Regions from separate parts of the Mus musculus genome. Here region 1 is linked to region 2. Evidence: chromatin contacts called from public Hi-C data. All regions are on one chromosome and are shown on one strand. Each heading gives the region's core, a stretch centred on a gene start, on an enhancer-like site or on the middle of the called end of the contact. The rest is flanking DNA. Distances are from core to core; before and after follow the strand shown.

Region 1 (2,826 bases), core at 64-2,563, 43 kb before region 2:
TTGTTTTTTGTTTTTTGTTTTTTTTTTTCAGTTTTTGTTCTTTGAAGGAAGTGTATATGTCTGTGTATCTGTGTGTGGCTCCGTGCACAAGCCCCCAGCGCCCAGAGGTGAAGCATCCCCTGGAGCTAGAGCTACAGGTGGTTGTGAGCTCCCACTGTGGGTGCTGGGAACTGAGCTCAGGTCTGAAGCAGAACTCATACACGCTGTTAATCTCCGAGCCGTCTATCCTCCCCCGAGCTGAGAGCTTTTTAGGTTGTCTCAGACCTTAGTCCAGGAGAAAAAGCTCTTTAATTAATGTGAGCCTGACATCAGACTGGGTCATGCTGGGGAGATGGGGGATAAGATGGTTAAAGAGCCTAGGACTGGAGAGTCTGAGGTCAGGAGGGTCAGGTATGGAGGACATTCAGGGCGATGTGTCTGTCCTATCAGCTTAGGCACATAGAACATGCCAGTGTGATACCCTCTTTCTCATGACACCCTACAAAGCGGTGGTCCTTAGAGGATGTCTTCCATCCCGCAGCTTTCAAAAAGGGCTGAGGAGCTTAGGTGAAATGGCTCAGCAGGCAAAGGCGCTTGCCACCAAGCCTGAGGACCTGTGTTTGATCCCAGGGATCCACATGCTAGAAGGAGAGAACTGACTCCCACAGTGCTCCTCTGGCTTCCGCATGTGTGCACCGCACGTGCACATCAAACAAGTAACTAGAATGGAATAGAGATGTTCTTTTTAAATGGGTGATGGAGATAGCTCAAGCACGAGGACCTAAGCATAAGTCTCAGACATGGAAAATCTGGTGCAGGGCCCCTCACCCAGCATCTGTATCCTAGGACCAGAGACACGGGGTTGGACAAATCCCTGGGACTCGCTGGCTCCCCTAGCCAACCCAGCCCACTTGGTGAACTTCAGACCAGTGAGAGACCTTGTCCAAAGAGACGAAGTAGACAGTCCCTGCAGTTCTCAGAGAATGACACCCAGAGCTAACCTCTGGCCTCCACTCACACACACACACACACACACACACACACACACAAACACATAATATGCACACACATACATACACATTCACATACATACATACACAAATACATGCACACATACATGCACATACATACACAAGCTCGAATACATGCACACATACATACACATATACATGCACACACATGCATGCACACACACATATATATACATACATATATACATAGAGCCAGGGATGGGGGGCCCACTTACCAGAACTTTAAGAAGGAGTGCAGGTGTTGTCCTGGGGGCTGTCACTGGGTGCTGGGACTAGGAGAAGCTGAGACTCCTGACTGCAAGGAAGCTGTAGCACATATTTCCCCTGGCAGCATGTGATGGCTCAGAGATTCTAATCCCCCTGGCCCTGCCTCCCATGTTACCCCAGGCAGTATGATGCCAGCAGGGCTTGGCAGTCAGGCTCTGGCCCTATCCTGCTGAGGGCAGGCGTCATCAGTGGTACTGGGGACGTAGAAAGAATTACTAGTAGCCGTCTCAAGCTATAGGGAGAGCATGGGCTAAGCCTGGGGGTCTAACTAATCCCTGCTTTGTCCCCAGCTGGCTGGGGACCAGCCACCACCTTCTGTCCCTCAGAGGCCAGTTTGCCCACGCCTCTGAGGGTCCTTCTTGGTCAGGAAGCCTGCTATCCCTTATAGCCACATACCTGGGGAGGCAGCTTCTACAATCCACAGGGTATCCTGCCAGGTGAGTGTAACTATCCATTTTACAGAGGAGGAAACTGAGGCTCTGCCCCATAACTTGAGGGGCCCCAGTCAGGTACCAGGAGAGCAGGAAGGTCCCTAGAAACAGTTCTCCAGAGCAGAAACACCTCAATACCACCAACCAAAGAGAGAACTATGGGTCTATACAAAATGTCACGGGACACACACACACACACACACACACACACACACACACACCATCATGCAGCACCCAGAAGGAGACCAGCACAGTGGTGACAGAAGCCAGAACACAAGAGACACATGGTGGTTTCTAGTTCAACATCTTGTCCAGATGTTAGGACCCGGCTGCTGGATGCCCAGGGAGAAGGCCTTAAGGTCACCAGCAAGGTAACTGTTCAGTTGGACGGTGCTAATTCATGCAGCTACCTCTATGTATGTTATGCTCAACATCTTCTTAAACTCCAAAGATCTCTGACTTCCACACCTGCAATCTCTCTGTCCCTCACACCACTCTTTTGTTCCCTTTCCTTCCCACTCACACCTCACCCTGCCTCTCTTAGCTCTTCTCTGGCCAGCTCCTCTTACCATATGTTCCCCTGTTCCACCAGGGTACTGTAGCTCTTTGTCTGCATCAGCAAGCCTTGCCAGCTCAAGGCACTGAGCCAGGAGGAGCATTCCCCAAAGCCACCAGCAGAGGGCACACCTGCTAGGACCAGTGATCCTCTTAGAGGGATGCAGTTCCAACCTTGACCCTTGGGTGGAGGGAACCAGGGCCAGTACAGGCAACACCACACACACAATCAGCTGTCTGTGGAGACCTCTTCCCCCAGAATCCTTCTCTGCTGTTTGATGCTGCAGGATCTCCTGTTTTTGCCTTAACTGCATGCTCCCTGGACACTTCCATCTTTCCTCTGCTGGAGCCCTCAACAGACTTCTCATGGCTGATCAAAAAGCCCTTCTTAGGGCTTAGCCCTTGGGTCTGGTGGGCAGACACACTCAGAACCTCAGCTAGGTGTCTATACTGCTAACAACCAGGGTTTGCAGAGGCATCTGTGTCCCTCCTTAGTTGCTGGCTCCATTGCACCCCTGGTGTCCCATGTGGCAACCATCTGTTGACGCCCATAGCTTCATGGT
Region 2 (2,922 bases), core at 111-2,610:
GGCCTTCTGGCAGCTCCTCCTTGGGTGAGGAGCCTGTTACCTGCAACTGTCTTACTTTAGCTTCCTTCTGTTTTCAGACACTTAGTCTTGGAAGTTTTTATACAGGAATTTTTTAGTGCATCTGATTGACCATGGCCAGTTTAATGAATGGGCTTCTAGACTGGAAGCAGGACAGCTCAGGTGCAAGAGCAGGCCAGGGAGGCAGTTCCAGGAGGTGGCCTTGTTAGCAGATGGGCCTCTAGAAGCCCAAACCAGTTGATGACAGTGCCTGCTCACTCTACAGCAAGCCTTCTCCCCGAACTGCAGCCCTTCCCTCTGCCCCTGCCTCATCGCTATACAGTTGTATGTGGAGGCCAGAGGTCAGGATCGGTTTCCTCATGTCATTCTCCATTTTGTTTATTATTATTTTATGTGTATGGTTGTTTTGCTTATGTGTATATGTGTGCACCACTTACATATAATGCCTAGCCCAGGAAGCCAAAGATGATATTGGATGCCCTGGAGCTGGAGTTACCAATGGTTGTGAGCTGCCGTGTGAGTGCTGGGGAGTCCCAATAATTGTTTAAAAGTAAAATAGGCTGGAGAAGTGGCTGAGCTGGTGAGAGTGACAGCTGCCCTCCAGAGGACCTAAATTTGGTTCCCAGCACCCATGTCAGGGAGTTCACAACTGTTTCTAACTCCACTTTCAAGTGATTGAACACTCTTCTGCCCTCCAGGGTACTGCACACATGTGTGCACAGATACACAGAAAGGAAGGGGAGGGAGGGCGAGCATAGCTTTAATTCCAGCTCTCAAGAGCCAGGGCTGGCCTAGTCTAAATAGTGAGTTGCAGGCCAGCCAGAGCTATACAGTAGACCCTCTCACGCGGGGGTGGGGGTGGGGGGATTCAGTAGAGGTAGTGGAGATGACCTTTGACCCACCTTGTTTCTAGATGTCCTAAGCAGCCAGGAGTTCCTTGGCCTAGACACTGTTGATAATGCTGTCCAGTCATTGTGACAGGAGCTTTCCTGTGTGTCTAGGGAGGGGAGAGGACAAAGTGGCTCTAGCTGAAAACCACAGAGCCACTGCCTTCCCTTCCCAGGCAGGTGACCCCAATGTGTTGCCTTGGCTCAGGCCCCCAGGTTCTCCTCCTTTGCTCAGGGTTCCTCTCCTAAGGCCTGAGTAACTTCTCTGTCCCTTTTAAATCCTGCCAGCCTCATCTAGAAGGCTGGCATTATCTAGGAAGCTCACTGCCTTATTCAGCCAGGTACGTGGTCAGAGTGGCCCCTTTAGAACCCGGGTTGCGTTGTTTATAACTCTGAGCACAGCCTGGCCTGCGTCTGCCCTAGAACTGGGGCTGGAGCCAGGCAGAGCAGAGGCTAGTGTTGTCTGAGCTTAGACGCCATCAGTGTTGTCTGAGCTCCCCTCCTCCACAGTCTGGCCCTGGGTTGTTTTCAGAGGAGGCAACAGAGACTGCCTCTTGCCCTGTTCCATGCCATTACATGACCAGTGTTTATTTCACGTAGCCCATGACTTCCCCCCAGGCTATTTTGGAATAGCTTCTTTCCTGCTATTCCAAAACTTAGGTTCACCGATGCTTTCCAGGAAATGCTAGTTTACAACTGGCTGGTAAACTCGGAGTTGCTGAACTTTTTTTTTTCTTTTTAATTTTTAATGATAAGAAACAAAAATATACCTAAAAGCATAGCTTGTGGAAAAACCATTTGTTCTCTCCTGTCTTGTATTGTTCTTCCAACTGACCTTGGCCTCCCCAGCCTTGCGTTTCAGAGCTGAGTCTCTAAAGACATCCTTCTTGACAACCGTTCCCTCTGAGAGGCTATCCAGAGCACCTGTAGGCATGAGGTGGTTACAGTTATAAACGTTCATAAAGAACTTGATCTTGGAGTTTTTGGCAATCTTCTTTTTACCTCCATTTCACACGTCCTGTATGAGCTTGTTCTGATCAGGCTGTCCATGTGGATCCTCCCCCCTCCCCTGGCAGTACCTGGACCTGACAGAGGCCATCGGGTTGTGTGCAGACGCAGCTCAAGGCTCTCGTCAAGGCCGCGCTACTCTCTGCTTTCTGCGATGACTTAGGCCCCCTAATTGGTGGTGGTTTGACGTCTAAGCTAAGAAGGCAGTTGAGGTGAAGCTGAGGGTGGGGCAGGCACAAAGTGTCTTCACATTACTAGAAAAGGGAGCTGGCCTCTCCACCTTCCCTTCAGTGCCTTGAAGCTAGCCTTTCTGGACCTCAGCCTGTGTCCCTGTGGACAGGGAGTCAAGCAAGTATGGATGTAGTGGCTGTATGTGCCTGTGTGCGTGCACGCAGGCGCCAATGCTTTCTTTGTGGCTTCAATCCTGTCATGGGTCCCAGAGTTGGCTGCTGAGATACCATGTGTACTTGGAAGCAGCAGGCTGACACCAGTCACAGTGTTGTCTGTGGAACAGGTCCTGGGTCCCTGTGGCAGTTTATGTTTCCTGCTTAGCGGTGTACAGCCTACCTAGAGCTTGTGTGGGTTGTCCTTAGCAAAGCTTCAGTGACCTTGTACTTGCTTTTCAGCACTTCTGTCCTGCTCCTCTCTCTGCCAGTCACCTTTCGCAGCAGAGAGGCCGGCTGAGGTTACTGAGAGTCGGGGAGAGTCGGGGAGAGCCCTTCCTGGTGTGTGCCTGTCCGTCTCTGAGCAGGGGAGAGAGATGTAGCAACCACTTACAGGTTGTCCAAGAATGACAGAACAATCCCGATTTGGAGATACAAGAACAGAGAAGACAAAACAGCCTAGCAGAGAAGCAGCTCTTTCTGGGCCACAGAGGCCGCCCAGCAGCAGGAGGTGGCAGTTCTGGGGGTTCAGTTGGGTCAGGACAGGGTCTGCACTGCCACAGATAAGGAGCAGGATGCAGCTGGGCAGGCAGAATAGCCAGATTAGAAGGGTTGTGTCTAGTGAC

The links. A called contact is a pair of places that touch in the nucleus more often than the background predicts.
Region 1: a contact with region 2 is called in a Hi-C map of the G1E-ER4 cell line, with 2.4 times the contacts expected there. The contact joins the promoter of Aanat here to the enhancer-like site in region 2. A contact is called at or near these places in 7 of 39 promoter capture datasets (the 3T3-L1 cell line, 3T3-L1-derived adipocytes, the HPC-7 cell line and 3 more), 4 of 15 datasets of contacts at CTCF or cohesin (the G1E-ER4 cell line, the NIH/3T3 cell line, embryonic stem cells and 1 more), 31 of 484 Hi-C or Micro-C datasets (the AML12 cell line, B cells, the G1E-ER4 cell line and 17 more), 4 of 115 datasets of contacts at active chromatin or transcription factors (cardiomyocytes, embryonic stem cells, fibro-adipogenic progenitors and 1 more) and 4 of 9 other capture datasets (adipose tissue, embryonic stem cells, liver and 1 more).

What each region holds. Positions count from the first base shown.
Region 1 is chr11:116,592,174-116,594,999 of GRCm38.p6, reverse strand. Aanat (arylalkylamine N-acetyltransferase) reads right to left here and starts at 1,313. Exons shown (of 4, transcript NM_009591.3): 1 at 1,226-1,313.
Region 2 is chr11:116,549,404-116,552,325 of GRCm38.p6, reverse strand. All of the region lies in intron 1 of Ube2o (ubiquitin-conjugating enzyme E2O), which reads left to right. Among named protein-coding and RNA genes, the nearest start is that of Sphk1, 18 kb to the right of the region's middle. Within about 2 kb of position 1,360, at least 60 of the 459 cell types and tissues checked have an H3K27ac peak or open chromatin away from gene starts, as enhancers often do. A contact at or near this core is called in 3T3-L1-derived adipocytes, the G1E-ER4 cell line, adipose tissue and 5 more, where this site is marked.